Regions from separate parts of the Hordeum vulgare genome. Here region 1 is linked to region 2. A link is a contact called in public Hi-C data. All regions are on one chromosome and are shown on one strand. Each heading gives the region's core, a stretch centred on a gene start, on an enhancer-like site or on the middle of the called end of the contact. The rest is flanking DNA. Distances are from core to core; before and after follow the strand shown. Region 1 holds the start of LOC123426028. Region 2 has its middle 60 kb from the start of LOC123426372.

The links. Hi-C and Micro-C count contacts between places; a contact is called where the count stands out from the background.
Region 1: a Hi-C map of leaf shows a contact between it and region 2, with 7 times the contacts expected there. The contact joins the promoter of LOC123426028 here to the enhancer-like site in region 2. A contact is called at or near these places in 2 of 6 Hi-C or Micro-C datasets (leaf and seedling).

Annotation. Positions count from the first base shown.
Region 1 is chr2H:259,626,684-259,630,809 of MorexV3_pseudomolecules_assembly, reverse strand. LOC123426028 reads left to right here and starts at 1,711. Exons shown (of 3, transcript XM_045109808.1): 1 at 1,711-1,974; 2 at 2,094-2,181; 3 at 2,377-2,689. The coding sequence starts at 1,740. The coding sequence ends at 2,518.
Region 2 is chr2H:259,167,034-259,171,007 of MorexV3_pseudomolecules_assembly, reverse strand. No RefSeq gene overlaps it. Among protein-coding and RNA genes, the nearest start is that of LOC123426372, 60 kb to the right of the region's middle. Within about 2 kb of position 1,992, at least 3 of the 3 cell types and tissues checked have open chromatin away from gene starts, as enhancers often do. A contact at or near this core is called in leaf and seedling, where this site is marked.

The DNA.
Region 1 (4,126 bases), core at 462-2,961, 460 kb before region 2:
AATGTTTTTGATTTTTTCAAAAGTGTTCTGGAATTTGAATTTTTTTTCTGGCATTTGAAAAAATGTTCCATAATTTCAAAAAATAATTCAGAATTTGAAAATATCTTCCAAAATTTCATAAATGTTTCGGAATTTTCAAAAATAGTAAGGTTGATTTTTAAAAATTGTTCCGGAATTTGAATTTTTTTCTGGCATTTGAAAAAATGTTTCATAATTTCAAAAAATCTTAGGAAATTGGAAAAAATGTTTCAAAATTTGAAAAATGTTTTGGAATTTAAAAATAATGTTCCAGAATTTGAAAAATTGTTTTGGAATTTAACAAAATGTTCCGGAATTTGAAAAAATATTCTGGGATTTGAAAAAATGTTCCGAAATTTGAAAAACTCTTCTCGAATTCTTATCAAAATGTTTCGGATTTTTTGAAAGAAAATGCAGAATTTGGAAAAATATTCCGGAACTTGAAAATTATTCCAAAATTTGAAAATTGTGGAACAATAGAAAAACTAGAAGCTCGGCCAACCCAGTTGGGCAAGAGACGAAGATGAGCGGGCCCAGTACGGACTCAATCGCTACACCATGGGCGAGCCCAGTCTGATTTCACTGCGTGCGTCAGGTGCCTATTTAACGCAGGTGCCTTCAGCGGTGGTGAAGGTGCCAAATAGGCGCTCCCCTTACTTCGGCCCGAGAACATGGTTAGGCCTCGAACGACAATGGCTTAATTGGGTCGAGTCTTTTCCATGGTACACTTTTTTTCTTGCTGAACATAACATGGTACAGTATTAGGTGGCTTCCCCCGAAGTCATTATTAGTTAAAACTTACCCTTGAAAAATGTTACTCTCTCCGTTCCTAAATATAATTCTTTTAATTTTTTTTACTAATGGACTACATACAAAATAAAATGAGTGAATATACACTCTAAATTATGTCTATATACATTCGTATGTAGTTTTCTAGTGAAACTCTAAAAAGACTTATATTTAAAAACGGAGGAAGTACTTACCACCTTCTCACTTGCTAACATGTGAAGCACAATTTTTTTCTTTCGTAGAATTATTTATTCAAAATAATTTATCTACATTCAAATATCCAACCCTTTGATTTCTTATGTCAAGATCTTAAAAATAAGATCACATGTTAATAGGTTTCTACAAACTTATTTACATAAGAAAAAACAATAAACAAAATATGAATACTAAAAAAAATTCCAGAAAAAAGTGAAAAAATTGGCAACCAAAAAACAAATACCAAAACAAAACAAAACAAAAAAGAAGTCGGAAGCACGGTTGCGTTTTTTACCTTTTTTTAGGAAACACATATTGTGTTTTTCACTATTTTTCTTGGTAAGCACACATTGTGCTTCCCATGAAAATAAGGTCGTGCTTGTTGTAGAATTATAGCTGTATTTTTTTCCCATTCAAGTAAAAGCTTATATTTGCTTCTCGTTGAAGCACATGCCCTCATGAAATACAATCGTGCTTTTTGTGTAAGCGCATTCTAACCTATAAGGACGCTGGGCGACCCGCCCCCCCGAGCGCTTCGTCGATTGGGCTTCGTTGACCGTTCGATCTTCCTTCTGGCGCATCTGAGTTGCTGGATCTTCACAATGTTAAAAACTGTTTTTTTTACCTCGCGGTTGTTTTCATTGTCCAATGACGGGTGGGCTCGAGCGACACGCTTGTTGGCTGGGTTGATAAATCTCGCGTGGAAGAGGCTCCTTCTCGCGCTCCGCTCCTGATCCATGTCGCGGGGGTGCCACGTGCACCAACCCTACCCGCCACATCTCTCCTTCCTTCCTCCCTCGCTCCACTCCAACTCTAATCGCCACACCTCTCCTTCCTCTCTCGCTCGACACCACAAGAGCCGCCTCCTCCCTCCTTCCTGCTCGTTCGGACAGCCGCCGGCCGCTACATCCCTTCTTCCCGTTCCTCCTGCACCCCAACTCAAGAAGCCGACGGTGGGGATGGAGAAGTCAGGTTGTATCCACCGCAGCTCACGAGGAAGCCAAATGCCCTTCTAACAATATTGCCACAACCACCAACCTTATCCTGTCTGCTTCCCCGAGTTTATCTTTCCCTCCACACTTTGCCTGAAGGTTCTCTACCTCTGTTGTTTCTTCTATCGTGCTCGGTCCCCGAGAACCAGAGGCGTATCACCACCCGCAGTGCCCCGCCCTCTCTCAGGTACACCTTCTCGTCCAACTCTCTCGCCCCCTACTTGTCAAGCTCTTGTAATGGTGGTGAGCAGAGACGCCTCTCTCCCTCCCACCCTCCCTCTCTCCCTCTCCCTCCCACCCTCCCTCCCTCCCTCTCTCTCTCTCTCCAATCTAAATGTACGTGATTTAATTTGTTAGGTCTTAGATCCGTTTTGGTTTTTAGCAGAGCAACAAAAGGCTCCTCCGAGCACCGCCCTCATCCCCAAGGTATATTCTTCTGTTTCAGATCCAGCTCTAATCCTGCTGCATGGCCACAAAAAATAATTGGCTTGCTCCCCATGCCTCTGAATGTTATAGTTGCATAAAAGTAGTAAGATATGTATCTTTCTACTAAATATCCAGATCTGGTTTTGGGGCATGCCCGTAGAAAAAACATGTTTGGTCGCTCCCCATCTGTTTTTATATGTGCTTTGTATATTTGACAGTGTATTTGGGTTATTTCTTTCTCTGGAGGTTGGGCATATTGGTTGTCTTTTTTTACTAGCAGTCTTTCTTTTTAGTATATGGAAGAGGTTACTAGCACACATGTATAATATTAGTTATTAAGTATCTAAATAAGTTCAACCTCAAAACATATTGCGTACGCTTCAAAATTGGAGTGTGACTTTTGCATTTGGGCAGAGCATTCGGGCAGAGCAAAAATATTCGTGATTTGTTTCGTCTGTCTTGTCTAATGATCCTCTATTGATAGGATTAGTAAATCAAGCATTCGGGCAGAGCAAATATATATGCATATGTATAGTTAGACAATACTGATGTGCACGTGGCTACCCAGTTCAGTAAAGTGTAAAATATTAAACAAACAATACATATAACCACATTAAACAAACAAATAGTATAACTTAAGGGTGTCCGTTAACTAACACTAGTAGGAGAAATGCTAGGAGTAGCGCTGGTTTTTCCCTTACCAGTAGCGTTTATGCCAGCGCTACTGCAATCGCGCTACGACTAATCTATTAGTAGTAGCGTCAAAAATAAAAGCGCTACTCGTATACACATTAGCAGTAGCGCTGGAATGAATAAAGCGCTACTGCTAAGCCTGCGCTACTGCTAATATTCTAGTGTTACTGCTAATATTTCTGCTTTCAATATTTAATTCGCGTCGTATCTATGCCCCCCCTACGTATTTGTGCATGCTCTATACAGTGGTTTCAACATATCATAATAAACATGCATAATTTTTATCACATCATACACATAAAGTAGTCTCTTCATTTATACCATCATCATCATCATCATTATCCAACACAAATATTATCAAATCTCAAAAATAGCGATACACACAAGTCATGGTACACCCACAAGTTTCATCATCCCTATTTAAACCATCATGTATAAGAGAAGAGTGACCATCATGAGCAAGAGCGCGACTATGTAGTACTTCTTGAGACATCGGTTTCGCTTCGTCTGTTGCAGTAGCATCCACCTCAAGTAACTCATTTCCGCTTTGACTCTGCTGTCGAACCCTCTGTGGCAAGCGCCCGGGTACCTGTCCACCTAGGCCGAAGCGTCTGGCCAGTGGTCGTACACTCCTGGAACCCTCCCAATGAATACGACGTAGCAGTCCTTCGCCATCTCCGATCTATGTACCTGCATCGTAAATTGATTAATTCAATGATATATAATATGCAACATAATGTACTTGAGAAACACAGGCAGTAAACATATATAAATAACGAAGTTCCTCATACACAATCTAATTAACTAGAGCGATGTGCGGTAGTTCATATAAAGACCAGTAGTATTAATTATAACTGAACACACACATTGTCATCCTCAATCACTATTTCATGTCGAAGTTCCAATCTTCATATTAACGGATGAAGCACCCGAGCTTCTTGAAAGGATTCATGTCCAGACCCTGAGCGACTAGCACATCTCGGACAGTCTCCCGCCTCATTGGCCCATGGTAG
Region 2 (3,974 bases), core at 743-3,242:
CTCAAAAAATGCGGAAATACTGCCTCACTCATAACCCGAATGGATTCCGAGGTGACCTGATCACCCTTACCATAGCGCGAGTGGGATTCGTCCTAACTCATCGTTGGGCATTCGGAGCTCTGGGCTCACGATCGTCCGAATCTATAACTTATCTTCCCCAAAGATAAACAATTGCCACCGATTGCAAGCATGCGACCATGCTTAAACACTCGGAATTTTTTACTTTTGAATCCTTAGTGGTTTACCGAGTGTGTGAATGAAGTAGCTCAGAGCTACGACTCTGACGTCTCCGAGACACCGAGGACACTAAGGAGTGTCGTTCACTCGGCTAGGAAAACCTCAACCGATTCGGGGGCTAATGATGGGGTTGTACACTAGGGATAGGCCCATGGACCTGCATTCCACGGCCCACCTACGGCCGCACATGAACATCAACGTGCTCAAAGCTATCGGTGCAGTCACGGTCTCACTCGGGCAAACAGGTTCTTACTCGGTTGGACAAGATCGATCGGATCATCTTCGGTCAGTCGGACGTGTCCCGACACTCGGACTACAACAAGGTGTGGACGACGAAGAGACTACAACGGCCACATGCTTAAGCTACCATATGAAATGCAATGAAGACCAACGTTAACAGTAACGTCGGAGTTAGAGCTGTTGTTACTAGTAACTTTTGTAGTTATTAGCATTAACTCACCCTTGTAATGGCTCTCGGTCGGTCATGACGCACTCTATATAAGCCACGCTTGAGCTACTGGACAAGGGTTAAGCATTCTGTAATCTTACACCCCCATAAGCAAACACTAGCCTCCGGGCTCGACACATAGGGTTGTTATCACTCTCGAGCGGGGCCCGAACTCGTACATCCGAGTGCAACTACTGCGTCGTACTTAGGCTCCGTCCCTCATTCGTACGTTTGATATTAATGTCAAGATTATTTTCCTAACATACGAACGTTTGAGGGGTCAGATTTAAAGAATCCGATTGTAGATGCTTTAATGTCCCATTGAGCGATTACCTCTTGGCTGTGACAAACCCGATGGCCTCTTGGCGTGCATGTGCTATGTAATGCTACACGCACTGCACATTGACTAGGATGGAGATTCCCTCTTCCCGCATAGCTTGGTGGCCTCAAAATTATACATTTGTTCGATTTCAGAGGGCCCTTCTCCCAAGCCATAATCGTAAATAAGTACTTTCATCTCCAGCACGAGTTGCCTGATGCCTTAGGTTTGGCGTGGGAACTGGGAAGGGCAAGTGGTGTCTGCAAGTGCAAAAATAATGGAGTGGTGCGAGTCTTTTCATCGTGAGGGATTGATGGTATTCTTATGTTGAGTTAGCGACCATTTGTCCTCCCAACAGTTGATGGTTTGGCAGCGATGGATGGATGAAGCCGGTGTGATCGCGAACAAGAAAAGGGGAGCGCAAGGAATCATCGCACAAGACTACAAGCTAAGCTGTTGGCGGGCTCCGCCCGCCCACATCCCCCGAAGATGGAGCAACCGATGGATCGGGTGTGAAACCCGAAAGGCCAACGTCTGGCTCCGTCTCCGTGACCTCGACCGTGCGGCGATCTGTACTAGTCCAGACCACCGGCTAGACCGTGTCCGTGTAGGCCCAGCACCACACCAGCTGCCTGGTACCACAACATGACACCCCCGTATGCTTGAACCACTAGTCTTTGACTGCTCCTGCTCGATCGATCACACTATATTCGCCACAGCCATAGCGCTGAGCAAGGATTCACGTTTCGGCCTGCAGAGTCATGTGGAAGGAGATACAACTGGGCGTGCATGCACCCGGTCGAGAGGCACAGAAACGACTGGTTCACTTCACACGCGTCCATGGCAAATGATGAACGCGTCGGTTAGAAAGGTGCGCGGTTGCCGTTCCACACGTCACCAAGTCACGTTGCCCGCCTCACTAGGCAGGAGGTGATGAATGTCTTGACGCCGATGGAATCGCGGGCGCGATCTGATCTCGTCATCGACCGTTGCCGTTGCCGTTACGTTGGCCTCATCTCACATGTGACTCAGCTCCGGTGTCTGGACTGGACCAGCTCCCTTGTCGTCAGGGACACCACACGACAACCGGCCGACCCAGGCCATTGACATTTTTCCAATAAGACGTTTATACTCGTCCCCTGCTTAAGGCATCTCCAACACGCGCTACGGCGCGGCCCACAATTTTTTTTTACAGCTACGAAATTTCGACGTGCAAAAGCGCAAAAGGCTATTTCAGGGCTGTAAAAAAAATTACGCGGCTCGTCGTAGCACTCTGTTGGAGATTCTCTTACGCGTGTGCACTGTGATCTACACGAGCGCAGTAATAATCCTCCGGTTCCCATCGCTTTTGGGCAGGACTAAGCGAAATAGCAGGTCAGCCGTAACCGCATCATGCATGTCGGTGTAACACTTAACATGTGATCCTATTCATATTTTGACAGGAGGGCCTCGACAGTAATAGAAACGAATCTCGTCGTTTCGTAAGAATGGATATCGTAATAAATACATGTAAAAAAATGCGTACATGGTATTGGCTTACACTCGCCGTAAGATACAATATAAAGATCTCAATACAACGATATGCTCAACCACCATATACAAGAGCAAGGTCCGACTACAGAGAAAATCAAACGATAAAACGACGTCTATCCTTATTACCCCACGTTGCGGGCCTCGAACTCATCTTAGATCGATGAAGAAGAAAAAGAAGAAAAACTTCAAATGAAACAAGCATCGCTCGCATGTTAAAGTGTCGCTTTACATGTACCTGCAACTATTGTTGTAGTAATCTATAAGCCACGGGAAATCGGCAATCTCATTTTCAAAGGTATCAAGAGTAGCAAAACTTAATGGGTAACATATGGTTAAGTGGTGAGATCAAAGCAAACACTACGCATTTATTTGGATGCCTAACTTATGAGTACAAGAATAAAGGGGGGGTGTGATCCACGCTTAAACGAACGCGAACTAATGATGATCAAGAAGTGATCCTGAACACCTACTTACGTGTTAATCATAAGCCCACCGCGTCCTCTCTTAGATCAGAACTCACGAGTAGAGACAGTCACGGTTACACACACAGTTGGTGTATTTTATTTGTGTTACTTCAAGTTTTTTATCACCAGCTGTTAAACAAAGTTTCCAAGTTGTCACATAACCGTAGACACGGCTCTCAGAAAGATTTAACCCTACATAGTGCTCCAACTCATCCATCACAAACTAGCCACAAGCAACATGGAAAACTTGAACCACGGAAAACTCGGAGACTCCTCGTAATTCCGCTGGAAGACCTCAACCTCGAGATAGCCCAAACTATCCTCGGAATTTCGGTGCACAAAATATTGTAAAAGGTAAAACAAATCCAGCAAGGCCGTCCGGCGTGTCGACACACCTGATAGGAGCCGCGTATCTCATTCTCAGGGCACAATTAGATGAGCTAGACGTCGGGTGTTGACGTCAAAATCGGCAGATCTCGGGTAGAGGGTTCCGAACTGTGGACCTTGGATGGATGGGTTAGATGAGAGAGGGGGAGACAATGTTTACCCAGGTTCGGGACCTCTTGAGGAGGCAACAACCTACGCCTGCTTGAGGATGCCCTTATCTTGACAATGCTGCTGGAAATCGTGGATAAGCTCCCGGTCGTCACGGTCTCCGGTCTTGTTGCTGAGGAGGAATCTGGCCCAAAAGTGGTGTACTGATTGTACTCGCTTCTGTGTGACTTCGTTCGTGCTCGAAGAGTCTCGCTCCTCCGTCTTATTCTCTGTATGGGTGGTGGGTGGGAAAAGATTTTGGATTCCCATGATATGCGGGCAATAAACCTCGATAGACGTGCTCCTGACTAGGTCGCGTTCTGGACCTGCTGCTGGCCCTGACATGTTGTCGGGGCGGGATAGATTTTTTGGACTGTTAGGTGAGTCCATAAGATTACAGATCGGAACATAGACGGTCCTCGGCTGAAGTAATTATTGC